2 separate regions of the Takifugu rubripes genome follow, and region 2 is linked to region 1. The links are chromatin contacts, called in public Hi-C maps. All regions are on one chromosome and are shown on one strand. The core of a region is the stretch at or near the end of the contact, and the rest is flanking DNA. Distances in the headings are between cores, read along the strand shown.

What was found. A called contact is a pair of places that touch in the nucleus more often than the background predicts.
Region 2: a Hi-C map of an unstated tissue shows a contact between it and region 1, with 5 times the contacts expected there. The contact joins the promoter of klhl29 here to the promoter of atad2b in region 1. A contact is called at or near these places in 2 of 2 Hi-C or Micro-C datasets (muscle and an unstated tissue).

Annotation. Positions count from the first base shown.
Region 1 is chr16:5,675,645-5,683,354 of fTakRub1.2, reverse strand. atad2b (ATPase family AAA domain containing 2B) reads right to left here and starts at 2,640. Exons shown (of 28, transcript XM_029849957.1): 1 at 2,052-2,640; 2 at 751-914; 3 at 294-325; 4 at 44-191. The coding sequence starts at 2,141. ubxn2a (UBX domain protein 2A) reads left to right here and starts at 2,804. Exons shown (of 7, transcript XM_003971578.3): 1 at 2,804-2,913; 2 at 3,186-3,248; 3 at 3,337-3,436; 4 at 3,848-3,957; 5 at 4,426-4,563; 6 at 4,837-4,998; 7 at 5,598-6,466. The coding sequence starts at 3,205. The coding sequence ends at 5,781.
Region 2 is chr16:5,857,986-5,865,695 of fTakRub1.2, reverse strand. It overlaps klhl29 (kelch like family member 29), which reads left to right and starts at 4,257. Exons shown (of 17, transcript XM_011611911.2): 1 at 4,257-4,966.

The DNA of each region.
Region 1 (7,710 bases), core at 1,391-3,890:
AGGGCATTCACTTATTCATCAATGGAACAGGATTAGAGGTTACCTGTTGACCAGTTGGTCAAACAGCAGGCTCTGATCAAGCTGTGCAAACTGGCTCTTCCTCACCCGACAGCTCCTCTTCAGCTCCACATGACCATTCATGCAGGAGTGATCTCCTGCTTTACTCTCCTCATTCCGGAGGTTCATATGGCCTGCAGGTATAGGAATTAAGAAGGCAATAAAGGCAAATGGTTTCTTTAAAAAATGGTGGTGTACAGATTTCAAAAAGTGCAAATATTAACAAATGACTTTACCATGTCCGTTCTGCATTATACGAGAAGACAACCTAGAAGTAGAGTAGCCACGTTACTGTATGTACATGCATGTATGAAGGGCCAAAACAAAAATGACTCACAAGTTATGTTTTTAGAGAGAACACATGACAATAATAATTACGGTTGGACCAGGCTGACATTAAAGCAGTGGTATTCACAAAATGCTACCGTTTACTGTAATACTAGAAAATAAAACAACTGAATTTTCTGAAGGAGAATACTGCTGCAAGCTCAGTAATGAATCTTTAGGTGGGTTATATTAATGCATTATCTGCATTTTGGATTGCAGCGTGTGGGATCATTAAAGCAGTCCCCTAAGCTAGCAGAAATGAACAGGAACCTGACTAAAACACCCTAAGATGCACTTATGAGGGAACATGTGCAAGACACAAACATGCAATCATAAATAGAAAACAACCATTTGTCAATAGCTGACCTGGTACGGTAAGATGGAATGCCCCAGCTGACTCTCTGGCCCTTAGCTTGAGGGGACGGCGAGGTATCGCTGGAGCTGGGCTCGGAGGCGATCTCTCTGCGTGTACGCTTGGAAGGAGGAGCCAACCGCGGGCTGCTGGGAGTACTTGCATCGCTACTGGGTTCCTTCTGGTCCACAAATAAACATTACACCAATTACAGACAGGAAGGGAAGCGTGTCAGGACAGACATTATTGCCAAAGGAAATACAGACAGATTCTCGACACATTTTCTAAAAACACTTCAGCTGATAAATAGCTACATCGAGAAATAAATAATGGGATAGATTTGTAGCTTACGGTATGTGAATCTAAATTGCATGACATTAAAATCCTGGTGACATTATGAGCAAACACACAGGCTGGAATGTCAATATTGGCTACTTGTTAATATATTGTCAGTTTGTAACTTTAGATGGTCACTTAACAAAGCAGGTTGGAGTTGGACCTACACGACTATCCAAGTTTCACATCTGTGAGAATATTCTTTTGTTCTCAATGTTTCTGACGACTTTTGTCAAAGACAGATATGGAAGTGTTTACATTCGGGGACTGTCAGTCACCCAGGGAGCAAACTTAGAGCATTAACTCGATGATATTACAAGAAATAAAAAGTGGACCTCGACACATAAACGAATAATGCCGAGTTGAGCGCATCTGTTGTGAAACCGTGTAATGTAGGTCTTTAGGGCAGTTAGCCCCGAAGGTTCACCAAGTTCAGAGTTTCTAATACGGGACAAGAGCCAGCCAACTGTTTTGAACCCTTCCCCCACTATGAGAGATGGCTGCCGGGCTAGCTACAACCTGCGTTAACTCACAGTTTTCTCTCTTTATCTGTCAAAACAATGCGCGTCAGTGCTTTCGAAGGGACAAAGCAAAGGCCTCGACGAATCCCTCCTGTGGTTCTGACGGTTGTCTTCATTTAGAACGCCCATGTGCGCTGTACAACAGTGAAACAACCAGACGGGGAAATAGCCAAACACAAAGGGAACTCAAGTTGGGGCTAGCCTGGAGTTGACAACGCTAGCTTGTAAATGGACAGCTCAACAACAAGTTTAATGCGAAAAACTGTTTAATGGGGTGGTGCATGTAAATCCTCTGTTATGCATTTGTGTCACTGGATGGGTGTCAAGCCCCACTGTGGCCACACTTTGCAGGGAATGATAGATTGTGTGGAGCACCTTGAGGCCACGGCTACAGCTATTTAGCCAAGTAGCAGAATCAGCTAGCTCGCCGGTTGGGCAAAGAAAGGAAACCGGCTTACGTGTTCGTCCGAAATTTTCGACGACGACCTCGTCCTCGAAGAGATGAAGGCACCGCTTCCCGGTCTTGAGCTGTTCCTTGTGTTCACCATGTTATTTTTCCTTTTGTTCTCCCTTACTGAATCTCCCTAGCTGGCTCCAAACACTGCCTCAGTGAGCGCAGCACCGAGGCGCCATCTCTCTAGCTTGCTTGCTTCCTCTCTCTCTTTCTCTCTCTCCCTCTCTCTTTCTTTCTCTCTCTCTCTCTTCTTCTCTCTATTTTACTTAGTAAACACACAACACTAATAATACTAAATTTACTACAAGTGAATGGTGCGCGATGTTGGCTGTAATGTACAGCTGAATATTGACATTTGACTATAAAACCATACATTCGCGTATAAACTGCAACAATGTTGCTTTTATAATTGTTTTATTCTGTATCCCCTCTGTCTCCCTGCGTCCGATCTGTTAGACTAAGTTTTTCAAAAGTTGTAATTATCAGTTTACAGCGCATGTTGACATCATTTGAAGCTTTTGTTTCTTGACAATTGCAACTCTGCCCAACAATTTTCTTCGGGCTAATAAAGTTTATTCTAATCGATTCTATTCTATTCTTCTTGAGGTCACCAATAACAGTGATAAAGAGTTTATATAAGTCGAGTTAAAACCTATTTCAGAAATAAAAAAATTAAAAGGCCAACACTTGTCGATTTGAGTAAAAGAAACAGCCTCCTGTTGATTTACGGCAGCGCTGAGCCTCGGCAGCACAACTGCGGCAAAATGATGCGATTTACGACACTTTCTGCTAAACGTTTGCTCAGCAGAAAGAGTCGCGCTGCTAAAGTCGTGGTCGGAGGTGTGCAGCTCGGAATTATTCATCTGGTAAATAAACCGTTTGCCTTAATCCTAATACTGCCATGCAAAAGGGTTTTTTAAAGGCATGCATATCATGATGCCAAGCGGCGTTTTATTCTCCATAGCACTCTCTTGTTTGATTTGTAGCTGTCTGACACCATCTTATATAATTTTTAGTTGGCGTCAGCGGATGAATAGTGTTGTTGTCCAAAAGGGTCAAAAATTATGATGAAAAAGGCGACAGTGCAAAGAGATCTCAAATGGGCTGTGAAGGTGATGGGCCTTGTTTGTGTTCATAGATGGATACTGCAAAACGTCATGAAAGAAGGTGAAACTGTGAGTGGGGAGGAAGCTGAAAACTGGTGAGTGATGGCAAGTTGATCTCGCTGTGAGTTAGTGTGTTCATGTGAAGGCCTTCCATGATGGTTTCCTTTCTTAAATGTCTGCTAGCACAGAAAATGAAGAGGAAGCCCCAATGAGCCGTAGTTTCTCTGTGGAGGATCTCCTTGATGAGGTGGAGAAGATCTGCTATGAAGCCTCGGGGGCAAAGGTCAGAGACAATTCGACAATAACTTGTTAATGGTTTTTTTTTCCAGATTCTGTGAACCTTCCATGTTTGGTCTCCACTGGGTCTCAAACCAAGAACCCTCTGCTTCTCAGCCCAGTCCCCAACAGACTGAGTTACTTTTCAAAACTTTGATTTTTAATGATTTGGCAGCAGTTAGGTGAAGAACAAGTGAGGCACTGAGGGACACATTTATACAGTATAGCAACAAGTATATTGTGCCCGAAAAGATTACATTGAAATTTGGAATAACTTGCAATATCACATTTCCCATTTAATAGTGCGTTATTTATACATACATAACCATCAGAACCGCTTTGTACCCTCTATGAATAATTTGTTAACTTTTGTATGCCCTCGTGTCCTGCCTTGATATATTTGTTGACTTAAGCGTAGGTCGAGATGGTGGTGAGGCTGTGGAAGGATGGGTTCACAGTAAACGATGAGGAGTTTCGTAGCTACTCTGTTCCAGAGAATCAAGACTTCCTGGATGCCATCAAAAGAGGGTGAGTGAAAATATATCAAAACATGATGACAAGGGTTTGGAATTGATTCAAACATGTGTTGGAAAGCTCTTGTCTAAAGATAATGTGCCAAATTTAGAGACTAGAAATGCTTTATTGTGTCATCGGTTTTCATTGCTCTACTGGTTCAGTGTTTAGTAATTCTAGAGTCTTATTTTGTAACTATTATTTGGTCAAAAACACATTTGTTAGTCTTAAATAGTTATGACCTGATTTTATCTTTACCATAAGGCCACAGACAGATGTATAATATTTAATTCCTTGGAGATGCCCCGTATTTGGACTTCACTTGGTCAGAATCCCAACATGATGTTTGTCTTTCTTTCAAGCTGGTCTTAAAAAAAGAGCCTTTTCTCCCAAACCTCTTGCCATCATAACAATGTTTGTTGGTAGCCAGCTGTCACATTGCCTGCTGTGACCTGATGCCAAACCTGGGCTTGTTTGTCTCAGGGAGCTTCCGGGAGAATGGGAGAGCAGAGCGGAGAAAGAGGAGCTGGAGATCAGTGTGGAGGATCTAACAGAGGAAAATTATTTGCCAAAGAAAAAGGTCTTTCACCCCTTCAGTGGTCGTGGATATCGGCTTGGCAGGTGAGAGATTATCATCTCAGTAGAAAAGTGTTTTCAAGTGTCAGGTTTCAGAGCGATACCACATTTAACCACTAGGTGTCACCCTAAATCAGATATTAAAACTGCATTGCAAATAGTCACGAGTTTATTATTTTAGAATGTTAGAAATATCAAGATGCATGCATTAAATAATGCAGAGTTCAGACTGAATGAAATTTGAGATGAAGAAAAAAAGTGCCAAAAAAAGACAGTCCTAATGATTTCTTCATGTTTTGTATTCCTGTCCATTGTTAGTGTTGCACCCAGAGTTGTTGCCAGGTCACCATCTGTGCATGAGGATGGAGAATCTCCTCCTATTCCCATGGTAACATTAGACCACGCCCTTCCTGTTACCTCCCTGCAGATCTGGTTGGCTGATGGCCGGAGATTGGTGCAAAGGTTTAACCTATCGCATCGGTAGGTATGACAGAATCAGGACCAGAAACACATTTCTCTACATCTCAGATGCATAGACTACACTCTGCTGTCTATTTAAATCCCATAATCCCATGCATTGCAGAGTAAAATGTTGATGAAGAGATGAAAAAAAGATTTTTGCTTCTGCCAGCCTAATGGTTGGTGGAGGGGGCTGTTTAAGGATTACATAATGCTTTGCTCCAGTCTCAAAGTTGAGGGGCTTGTGCATGTTATATCCTCTTCCACAGTGCAAAGGCATAATCTGAGATGTTGCCGCGGACTGGATCTATAAAATCCCCAGTGTGGAATTGCATAACTTGGATGCAGCATTTATATAACGGAGTTTGTAGCTTAAGATATGCCGCCCCTCTAAACTTCAGCTGGGCTGCCATAGGACCTCACATATACCATGGGCCGTGATTAATAATAGATTACATGTATAGTGGCTCAAAGAGAAATTGTGTCACAAAGGAGAGGAGTAGGAGTAGTTTCTTTGTAATCTGTTGCCACTGAAAAGCCCCTGACATCAATTCTAACATTTTGTCTGTTTCTAGTTATTAATTTAATCCCCAAATGTTTTTTTTTTCTTTTTTAAATAGGATCATTGACGTTCAAGATTTTGTTGCACGTTCCCAGAGAAGCTGCCCGCCGTTCATCCTCACAACATCGCTGCCTTTCCGAGAGCTCAGCGACAAAGATTTAAGTTTAGAAGAAGCAGATTTGGCCAACGCTGTTATTGTCCAGAGGCCCCTGAACACAGAGGCTCCGTTTGGACACTCCTGACTGGGGACGGCTCTGCTGCTCCCAACTTTAACCAACGCGTCCATCCTGACTGCAATTTTGATGCCCTTTTGGTTTCTCATTTCTTTACCCTGCTGTTTGTGCTGCATTTAATGATGGTTCACTCTCTGTACGGTGTTGTAATCTCTTTCAGGGATTAACTCGATGAAATGTAAGAGATTTTCGCGATTGGCACCATTGCCGGTGCTCCTGAGGTGCTATTGTTGATGCTTATTTTGCTCTCTTCCCTAGAGGGACAGTTTCTGTCAACATTTCTCACCAACACCCCCCTAAACTTAAGAGAAAAGGACAGTCGAAGCAACTGGTTGTTCTGGGCAGCCACGTGTGTCCGTCTGTCATGTAGCCCTCCTTCCTTCTCTGCTCTCACAAACACACTCTCACCACCAGCACCACCACCACACTAAAATCTCTTATTGTCTTCCCAACATTTTGTCTGCACTGCTCAGGCAGTTTTTGAGGGTTGGGTCAGTTGTGCATCAATTTGACTTAAAAAGGGAATACACAATGTTTTGCTATTTATGTTAGAGTTAACACTAAGTTGCTGCTTTTTATGCTGATTTGCCTTTTTCTTTTAAATGGGAGGGGTTCAACTCCTACAGTATGTATTATTGATTTGACTACATCCTGTCAAGACATATCACAAGGGTCAATAAAACTCTCAAAGCTCTGCGTGCTTTTCTTTGTTCTCTTAGTAAGTATGGTGATTGCGTCATCACCCAGAGCGGTGTCACATCATGCGACATATATGATTAGAGCAACACGTAGACTGATCACCAGTCCCTCCTGATTCCTGAGGGTATTGTCACCACATGATGTCATTCATCTGCTGATGTGATGGTGTGAAACGACACGTCCCTGCGTGTGACCGGAGTGGATTCACAGAAGTGGCTAAAAATATTAAGATGAGGTTGAGCTAAGTTGATTCACCTCTGTCCCCTTTGTCTGTGTCGCTCATGTTTCCCAGGCATGTGTAGGGACATCAGCGTGCTTCTCTGGCAGCTGCTGCTTTAATCCTCATCTCCAGTGTTTTTATCTGACCCTGAGAGGAAGTCAAACACATTATACATCTTCAATATTTAAAGAAGGGGGGCGGGGGTGCTGTGCAGAGCAGGGTTAGCAGGAGGGGATGACAGTCCAAGGTGATGTGCACAAACCTGGCAGGAGACATTTAACCTAAAGATCCTGGCCTGTATGTGCTGGTCAGCGGCTTGGTTGTTAGATGAGGAGACGTGGGGTCTGGTGTAGGAGAGACCACATTTCCTTTGTGCTACATATTTAATAAGGCTAAGCATGCAGAGAATTACTTTCCCTTTAACTACCACATTTCCTTTCTGAGTGGGCCAGAATTCACCCTTTGATTTCCCACATTCCTGTTTACGCATTATTGGAAATGTCAGTTATAATATAGGTCAGATGTCTGACCTTTATGGCTTTCTTCCATGTGAGAATGCTTGCATGCATGGAATTTTATTTTAAAAAGTCACCGTGAGATGTTTTAATGCCCTCTAGAGAGGAAGATACTTATGAGTGAGTAAAGGGAAGCTCTCGTATGGAAATAACACAAAAATGTGTAGAGCTCTCCAGGCAAAATGTATCTTTTCATTTCCTTTTTGAACCAAGGTCTTTTGTTCTCTACCCCTTTAACAAAACACACTCTTTAAAAGAGATAAGAAGTTAAATTTCCCATTAAATCATTTCACAATTATCTTTTTTATTTCTTTATGTGATATGAGATAAACCATGTGGTTTAGTGTCCTTTGAAGACATAATTACAAATACGCTGCCATTGCGCTTTATTTCGAATGCCGCCAAAGCATATTTTCATCCGATTTAAGATGAGTTATGTGCCTCCTTCTGGAATTTTTCCACACACATTTCCAATTGACTGCCATGGAATCAGATGAGTGATCC
Region 2 (7,710 bases), core at 3,008-5,507, 180 kb before region 1:
TTGATGCAGGTTCCATTTGTAGATTATGTTCTGAGTTTTGGAGAATCTTCGTCACATTCTCCTCACAACCAGAGCTTCTGGACTGGGCTGGGCCCTGACCTTCTTTATGCATAGTTTATGTTCTCCAGTTGAGGGATTTCTCTGGTTTTCACTTGTTTCCTCCCACAGGCACAGAACATGCACATTAGGCGGTTTTAGACTCTAAATTGTGTGAGTGTCTTGTGATGAGTGGTGACCTATCCAGACCTGGCTGCCTCTCACCTCTCGGCTGCAGGCATGGCCCCTGGCACCCCTCCTGACCCTGAATAGGAATAAAAGGAAACTTACCAGAAAAGGACAAATCTGCGCTCCAGTCTGGACCAAAATCTTTCCCTCAATCACAGTGCTTCTCTGCCCGTGAACAAGCAAAAGCCTGAAATTCAATTTTCTCCCCGGCTCCTGTTTATTTTTGTGCTGTGTGTGTGTGTGTTTTTTAAATCGCACCCTCGGAAACGCGGGCGAACGCCAGAGAGCTCCGCTGAGTTGTGATGTAATTAGACTTGTTAATTTGAGGAGAGGCTTTGGCCACCTGCGGCAGCGGCGTGCGGGTCGGTGGTCATCTCCAGCAGAGTCAGTCCCGTTAATTGTTTTGGTTTTCCAGGAGCGCCGCAGCAGCGTGAGCATCCAGGTTTGAGCTGAGTTGTGTTTAAGGGACATTTGGGAATAACCGCTAAGATGGCTGCCGCTCGGCTGCTTTTGTTCTGTGATGGACCTGAAGTAGAGGAAGTTGTGTTAGACAGGAGAACTCATCAAAAGATCAAAAGAGGAGACGAGTACCGCTCTGGTCGTTTCAGAGACTGGGCAGGATAACTGTCATTATGATTTAATGCAGGCCGAGCACCTCCACTCAAGCACCCCCCCGCTCAACATTATCATTTCTTAAAACTTGGCACCGCTGCGCCCATCTCTGCGTAGACGAGGAGTCATCCAGAATATGAATTTGCCTCGACTCTGCCTCCTTTGTTTTTTTTCTTCTTCACGTTTGAAGATGCCATTTCGAGGATGCTAACATTAATTGATTTTCCTGGCCTGATCGCAGCATCACAACAGCTAATTCATCATTTCAAAAGCAAATTCTTTCGCCATCAGACCCTCGGTGAGCAGCGCACGGAGACAGAAGTTAGAGTGTTTAATTTCTAGACAGATATGGATTTCATAATGGATAAACACAGACTCTCTGTCTGGCTCATTTCCCTCTAATAGAATAAATGTGTTGACTCTCCTCTTTCCTCCAACTCAACTTAAACTGGGTTTATTTTATATTCTACTGTTGCTGAAGATGGGATGGAATTAGTGCTGTAAGAGGATAATATAAAACATCAAAAAGTCTAATATACATTGGAATTGAGCTTTTTAGAAAGCAGACGCCTCGAACTCTCAAGACTGGAATCACCCAGAATCACCCAGTTTTACAGATTTGTAATGGATTTATGTAATCCATTAAACCCACATGTAAATTCAGAAGTTCAGAAAGACAAATGAAAAACCCAGTTTCAATCTTCATATATAATAACCCTCTTAACCAAATGAAATTGATTATGTTTCGCATACATTTATGGGGGCAAACATTAATTTACTTTTACATGAGAAGCTGTGTGTGGATTTTCATACAAAAAAGAACTTTGCACATATTTACAGTCATTATTGATTCTATCCTTTTTTTCCAACTTCAATGTAAATCAATTTTTATGCTTCTCCAATTAACTCCCTGTCAGCTGCTTACCCACGGCCGCTTTTCACGGCAGCTACAAAATGAAGAAATAATATCTCTGATGGAACAAATCGGAGAGACATTTTTACAGCTTTCTCGATGATTTTCATTGTTATTCCACAAACAGATTTTTATGTAGATTAGCTAAAATTACAACAAAATCTCAAATAGGAGGATGACATAAACTCATGGGTGAAGACCATTGCATTTCCAATTGGAGCCCAATTCCACTTGTTTACTGGCTCCATTTAGTCAGATAGAGGTGGTGGTGAAGGCTGGGAGCAGCACGGCCCTGCAGATCCACTCACACTAAAATCCAGCATCTTTTAATCCTTTATATACCAACTCAACCTCATTGGAGATTCTTCTTCAGCCAGACTCAGGAGTAATCCACTCCGGGTTTTGCAGCCCACCGTGGCCCCTCACCAGCATCCACGGCTGCCTGGCAGAGCCATCACGGCTCCCTCCTCCTCACCGCGGGCGCTGCACGGAGTCTGGGGAAATCTCCTCCAGACTGGAAGTTCAGACATGTCAGAGCAGCCCTCATGGTGATCTCCCCCCGCTGTGGTCAGAGCGCCACGTCTATATTTGTCCACGGTGAGCTGGTGTCTGCAGCCTTTGCTGCATCTCTGACTGCGTTTCCGGTGCTTTGACCAACATGCTCTTCCAACCGCCTCCACACCGACACCTCCGGTTGGTCCAGATGCTCGTTGCAGATTCTGGAGCGGATGAACTGATTGTAGTGGTTACTAGGCTTCATATTCAGCTCTGTTTATCCACTCTGGGCTACTGTAGAAAACGCAATGAAGCAAATTCTTGTGCCCACGTCAATATTTTTATAAACATTTATAGGTTAGTGTATGGTTGAATATCACTTCCATCTCCCTTGATGGAGTATGAAAAATGTCAACATCTTGGCCTTAAGACGTTGAGTTGAAGCATCACTGTCTTCCTCTTTTCTATAGTTCTAGGTCATATTACCCATAGTCAGTCCCACAGCATTGAACATACTCATTTTTATGAATTCCATAAAACTAGGATCGCAGATGGAAATTTGTATTCATCTTTTGTTCAAACCAGGAAGTGCCCGCTCAAATTAGGCTCTCATGGCTGGACGTGAAACGAAGACACGGTGACGCACCTCACGTCACAGGCCGCCGTGGCCACAAGGCTCTGCAGGGAGACTTGGGGAGATTCCTGCAAAATAGAACTTGACCTCTAATAAGAGCAGCTATCTATTCTGCCGAGTGTGACATTTTGATGATATGCCGAGAGTCTCGGGAGCAGGGAGCTCTCTGGTGTTTTAACCGAGCTTTTCTCAGCGCATCTGCTTAACTTTGACTGAGGTGAATGTTTATTCTCAGCCCATCCATCCGGCCATATCCGGACTTCTGCTCAGATTGGACCATTCACACATGCCAGGTCACCATTTCACACATTTTCCTCATGCGCCTGGCAGCTGTCATTCTCTTGTTAGAGCTTTCAGGGGCGACCCACAGAAATGGGAGCACATTTAGGACGTTAGTGACCGTGCGCTTCCTACTGTTGCGGGAGGTTTTCCAAATCAGTCACATCGGGAATAAAATGCCATCAAAACAATTTCAAAATCGATTGCGCTGGCTTCCAGGTGAGAAGGCGGTCACCAAACACAACTGTGATGATGTCGAACAACACCGGCGTTCCCACACGTTCCTAAAGAGCAGGATTAAATAGAAAAAGATAATAAAAACACCTGTGTGAGATGTAAACGAGGGATTACACCCACAAATCAATAGAATTGATTCTACACCTAGTTTCACTGGCATAATAGCAATTGAGCGGATAAGAGAAGATATTTTGAAGCTCCTTGGAAGCCAGATGACTGGAGATAAGCTTTTCCAGTTGATTCTGCAGCAAGAGGCAGTTGGTGTCATTGCTAACCAAATAACCCTAATCATCATTGATTAAGCTGAAAGCAAATGATAGACAGACTTCAGGCATTTCCCAGTGTTTGAGTCAGTGTATTTTTATGTGTGGGAGTTGTGATAAAAGAAGAAAGCAGCTGCTTCTATACCCAAAGGTTCTGCTTCATTTAACGCGATAGAAATTCTGATAAGTCAAAAGAAAGGGTTGTTTTTTTCTTAGGGCATCAGACTTGGTAATAAATTGCAGTAATCACAAGTGTTGAATTATAGTAATTAACTGTTTCCAGGAGGTAAATAGAGTCAAGGAGCTGTTTTGTGCAACTAAAGGGTCTGACTGACTAAATGGAACCAAATCTGCAACATAATCACTCACGGACCTGTCATGGAAAAGGTCCTGATGCGCCGTGAAAGGCACACCATGGCGCAGGCCTGAGCATGAAAAAAGTGTTGAGGAAAGCAAAAGAGGACATTGATTTTAGACTGGTTGGATGCAGCGAGAAGGGGGGGAGAGAAAGAGCCCAGGTGATTTCCATTCTAGTCCTCTAATCAGGCTCTGATTTACAACCTGGATGCAAATGAATGTAATTACTTGCATTTAGGTAGCAGCAGAAAAGCAGCCTTGCACTACAGCACTACAGCAACACAGCATCAGCAAGCTTCGTGCTACAGCACATTTGTGCCTGTTTTTTTTTTTTTTAAATGTGCAAGAAGCTCTTATTGATGGAATGGTTGTGGAAATTGGTTTTACACTAAGTGCAAGTCTAAAAAATAAAAACGTTTATTTGAATTCTTGGCCAATCTGGCAATCAAATTACGCCAAATCTGCACCTGTACGAGCCGGATCAGTCAGAGCCATCTGTGAGAAGGGTTTTATTGTTTATACTGGGGGCTGTGTTGAGAATACGTCTCTGTTGGCGCATGCAATTGCGCTCGGTGACGGGTGGGAGGCGCCGTAAGGCCTGGCTGAACGCAACAAAGTGAAAGGGGAGGAGCAGCACTGGGAGAAAAGTGGCTACACGGTGTGCCAGTCCGTCCGACCAGCCGCTTACATCTCAGATCCGCCGCCGTACAGTGAGCACAGCGAGACGCGTTTGCCAAGTTGCTTCCACTCTCGTAGTTGGCGTGCGGAGAGGTGCCAAGACGGGCCACTTCCCGACCGACACGCAGCCTTCACCGGTGCGCACCGTTGTTAATTTGGCTGTAAAATGCAACAGCAGTCATTGCGGGATAAAGACAGACTCCACACATAATCGGCGCCGTAGCGAAACAAGGACGCAAGCCGGGGAAACGGGAGCAGCGAGCGGCCGGAGAGGTAAGCGCTCCAGTCGGCGTAGGTGAGCACGGCAGCCGCGCACACGTTGCCTTCGCTCGGGTTTATTTTTTTGACCCGCATCGCGTTAGTTCAGGTGGAACACGGGCACCTGTCCTGCCAAGAACGAGGTGGATCATCACTTCCACGACCATCCCCTTGTTGAGGACCAGAGCCCACCAAATGGTGCGTGCTGCGCTCTCGTTGTGCGCAAGCGCTCCCGCGAAAGAAAAAACTTGAGCGTGTGACAGAAACCAAAAAGGTTCAGAAAAGATGGAAATCATGTAGTTCGATCATTGGGACGCTGTCACGGCTAAAAATAAGATAGATGGATTGAACGAGTGGTGCCCTAAGAAACTTTTACGCGTTTAAGCGACGAGTGGTGAGAATTTAACGCTAATAAAATAGTGTTTTTATACTCGCTCGTCGTTTACAGTTCAATTCATGTGCAAAACGGCATTTTTCACATCAGCTATTTCATGATCTACGAGGAGCATTTATGATATCGTGCAGCTGTACGTGCCCGCGCACAAGAACGCAGGTCCCATGTGTTGTTACGGTGAAGCAGAGCTGACACTTGGGCAGAAAATAACAGATGAACCCTGAATCCATCCATCTCCGTGCGCTGCCAGTTGTCCATGAGGCATCGTGTTAAATTTATTTTCTGTAAAGTGAGAACGTGTTGATGGAAGAATGAGGTTGGGACTGATCATAGTGTTATCACATCCCATCCCTGCTCTGAATTTAGACACAGTTTATTGTGCACTGGCACAGCCACAACACACACTTGTCAATCCTCCCTTGATTTGGCATCGCTGCCTGTTTACAAGTGCCAGGAATGACATGCTGGGATAGAGTATAGAGATGTACACCAGCCTGGCTTGACTCTGATGTGCTCCTGATGTGAACTGATGCTCCCCGGAGTTGTTATGCCGTTAATGAGAAGAACATGTGGAGCTGGGGCAGGACACACTTCCCTGCTGATGACATTTTAAAACCTAGCAGGCTGTCATGAATCGAGGCGGGGATTAAGAGCTTTAGTCCAATCCCTGCCTGAACAGACGGCGGGCTCTGTACTCGCTGAGGTAAAACAGCGCGTTTACCTTCGGTGCCTGGGTGCCATCGAGCAGGGGTCCTCTTGTCTCGGCAGATGTTCCGATGAAGAATCGCATCTGCGTTGTGTTGTGGTGCAGCAAGCATTGCCTCTGTGGAACTGTCTCTTTTTCCGTTTTGTCAAAAGCTTCACCGCCGTACCTCAAACGGGGATAATCCTCTCATATATCAAATGTGATTTAGTTTGGTCTGGGGAACCATGTTGGCCCTAGGAATTAATTTACAAATTACCCAGAGGCGGTTATCCTGTTAGCAAAGGCCAATTCATGATGGCTCGCACGGCAAATTACAGTGATTTATCTTGAACCGGTTTTATTTATTTCCCCCCCAAAAAGGAGAGCGAAACTGCAGGGTGGTGGGCTCATCGTTTGAGATGTGTAAATAACCTGAGCTGTGACCACGGGCAGAGGAGGTAGAGAGATGACATGCTGTACAGTGTATTCCTGTTCTTGGATGAAGTTGTGATCCACTGCTTTAGCCTCTGGTGATAGACTGCAGTTTAAAGGAGGCCAGAGAACAGAAGCTGTGCCAGGCTCCCCCAACAAACATGACCGCTGTAAAGCAGATAAACCGAGAGGAGTCTTGACCGCTGTAGGGCAGCAGCCTTGAGAAGGTTTGTCTGCACCGGCTCTACATAATAAAATGGATGAAGCTGGATATTGCAAAGCCAATTTTGAACAATCTGACCCCTGATTAGGGGAAAAAATGGCATCCTATGTTTGATTGTGTCCAAGAATTGCCAAAAATGGAAGAAAACGCATGACACAGAAAGCGTATCTGGCCGTTTAAAAGTCAATTAGCTCTGCTTGAACAGCCTTAGCATCCGACCACTTCCCGCATGAGCCAAACAAGACAGTTCTGATATTGTTGGTTGAATCCAGGAAGATTTAACAAGATTTAAAAACCCCTTCAGCTTAAGGTAATGCTGTATTTTCAGGTCAGTCACATGATGTTCTGTTTTAGTTTGAGCCATATCAGGAAAAATAAACAGTTGTGTTTAAAGAGCCATCAAATTGTGTGTTAAGATATCAACTTTAATTTATCAACCCTTGAAATAAACAGATGAATAAACTAGAAATAATTAGCACAAGTGGATTGTTGCAAGGTCAGTTTATATTTTCAGCACAGTGGATGAGGTGGACTGGTGTTAACATGACTGGAAGATAAAAATATTTCCTCTTTTACAGTCAGACTATTGGTTCAGTGCCCCAAATCTATTTTTTTCCCCTGTATAATGTGGTTCAAAAATGTATTACCAAAACCTATGCATAACATCCATTTTTATTCTGGCTTTATTTGCTTCTACATGAAACCATAATTTTATTAGCTGTCGGTTTGATGCATTAAGGTGTGCATCATGCTTTATGACGGCATTGCAACTGTTGTTTTTTTTTTTTTTTTTTTTATTTGCAGAAAGTGTTGGAGTGCAAGGCTGCACATAAATGTCACTGGGGCAAACTAGATTAGCTCTTTAATACAAGAGCTGCTGCTCCCAGAGCCACTTAATTGTTCTGACCCCAAATCCATAAAAGTTTATTGGTGTATCAAAGTTAACAGACTTGATGGGAGCCCAGCCGACGGAATACTTTACAGTCTTCTGTCGGTTAGCTGTGAGCAGGCGATGGAGGTGTTTT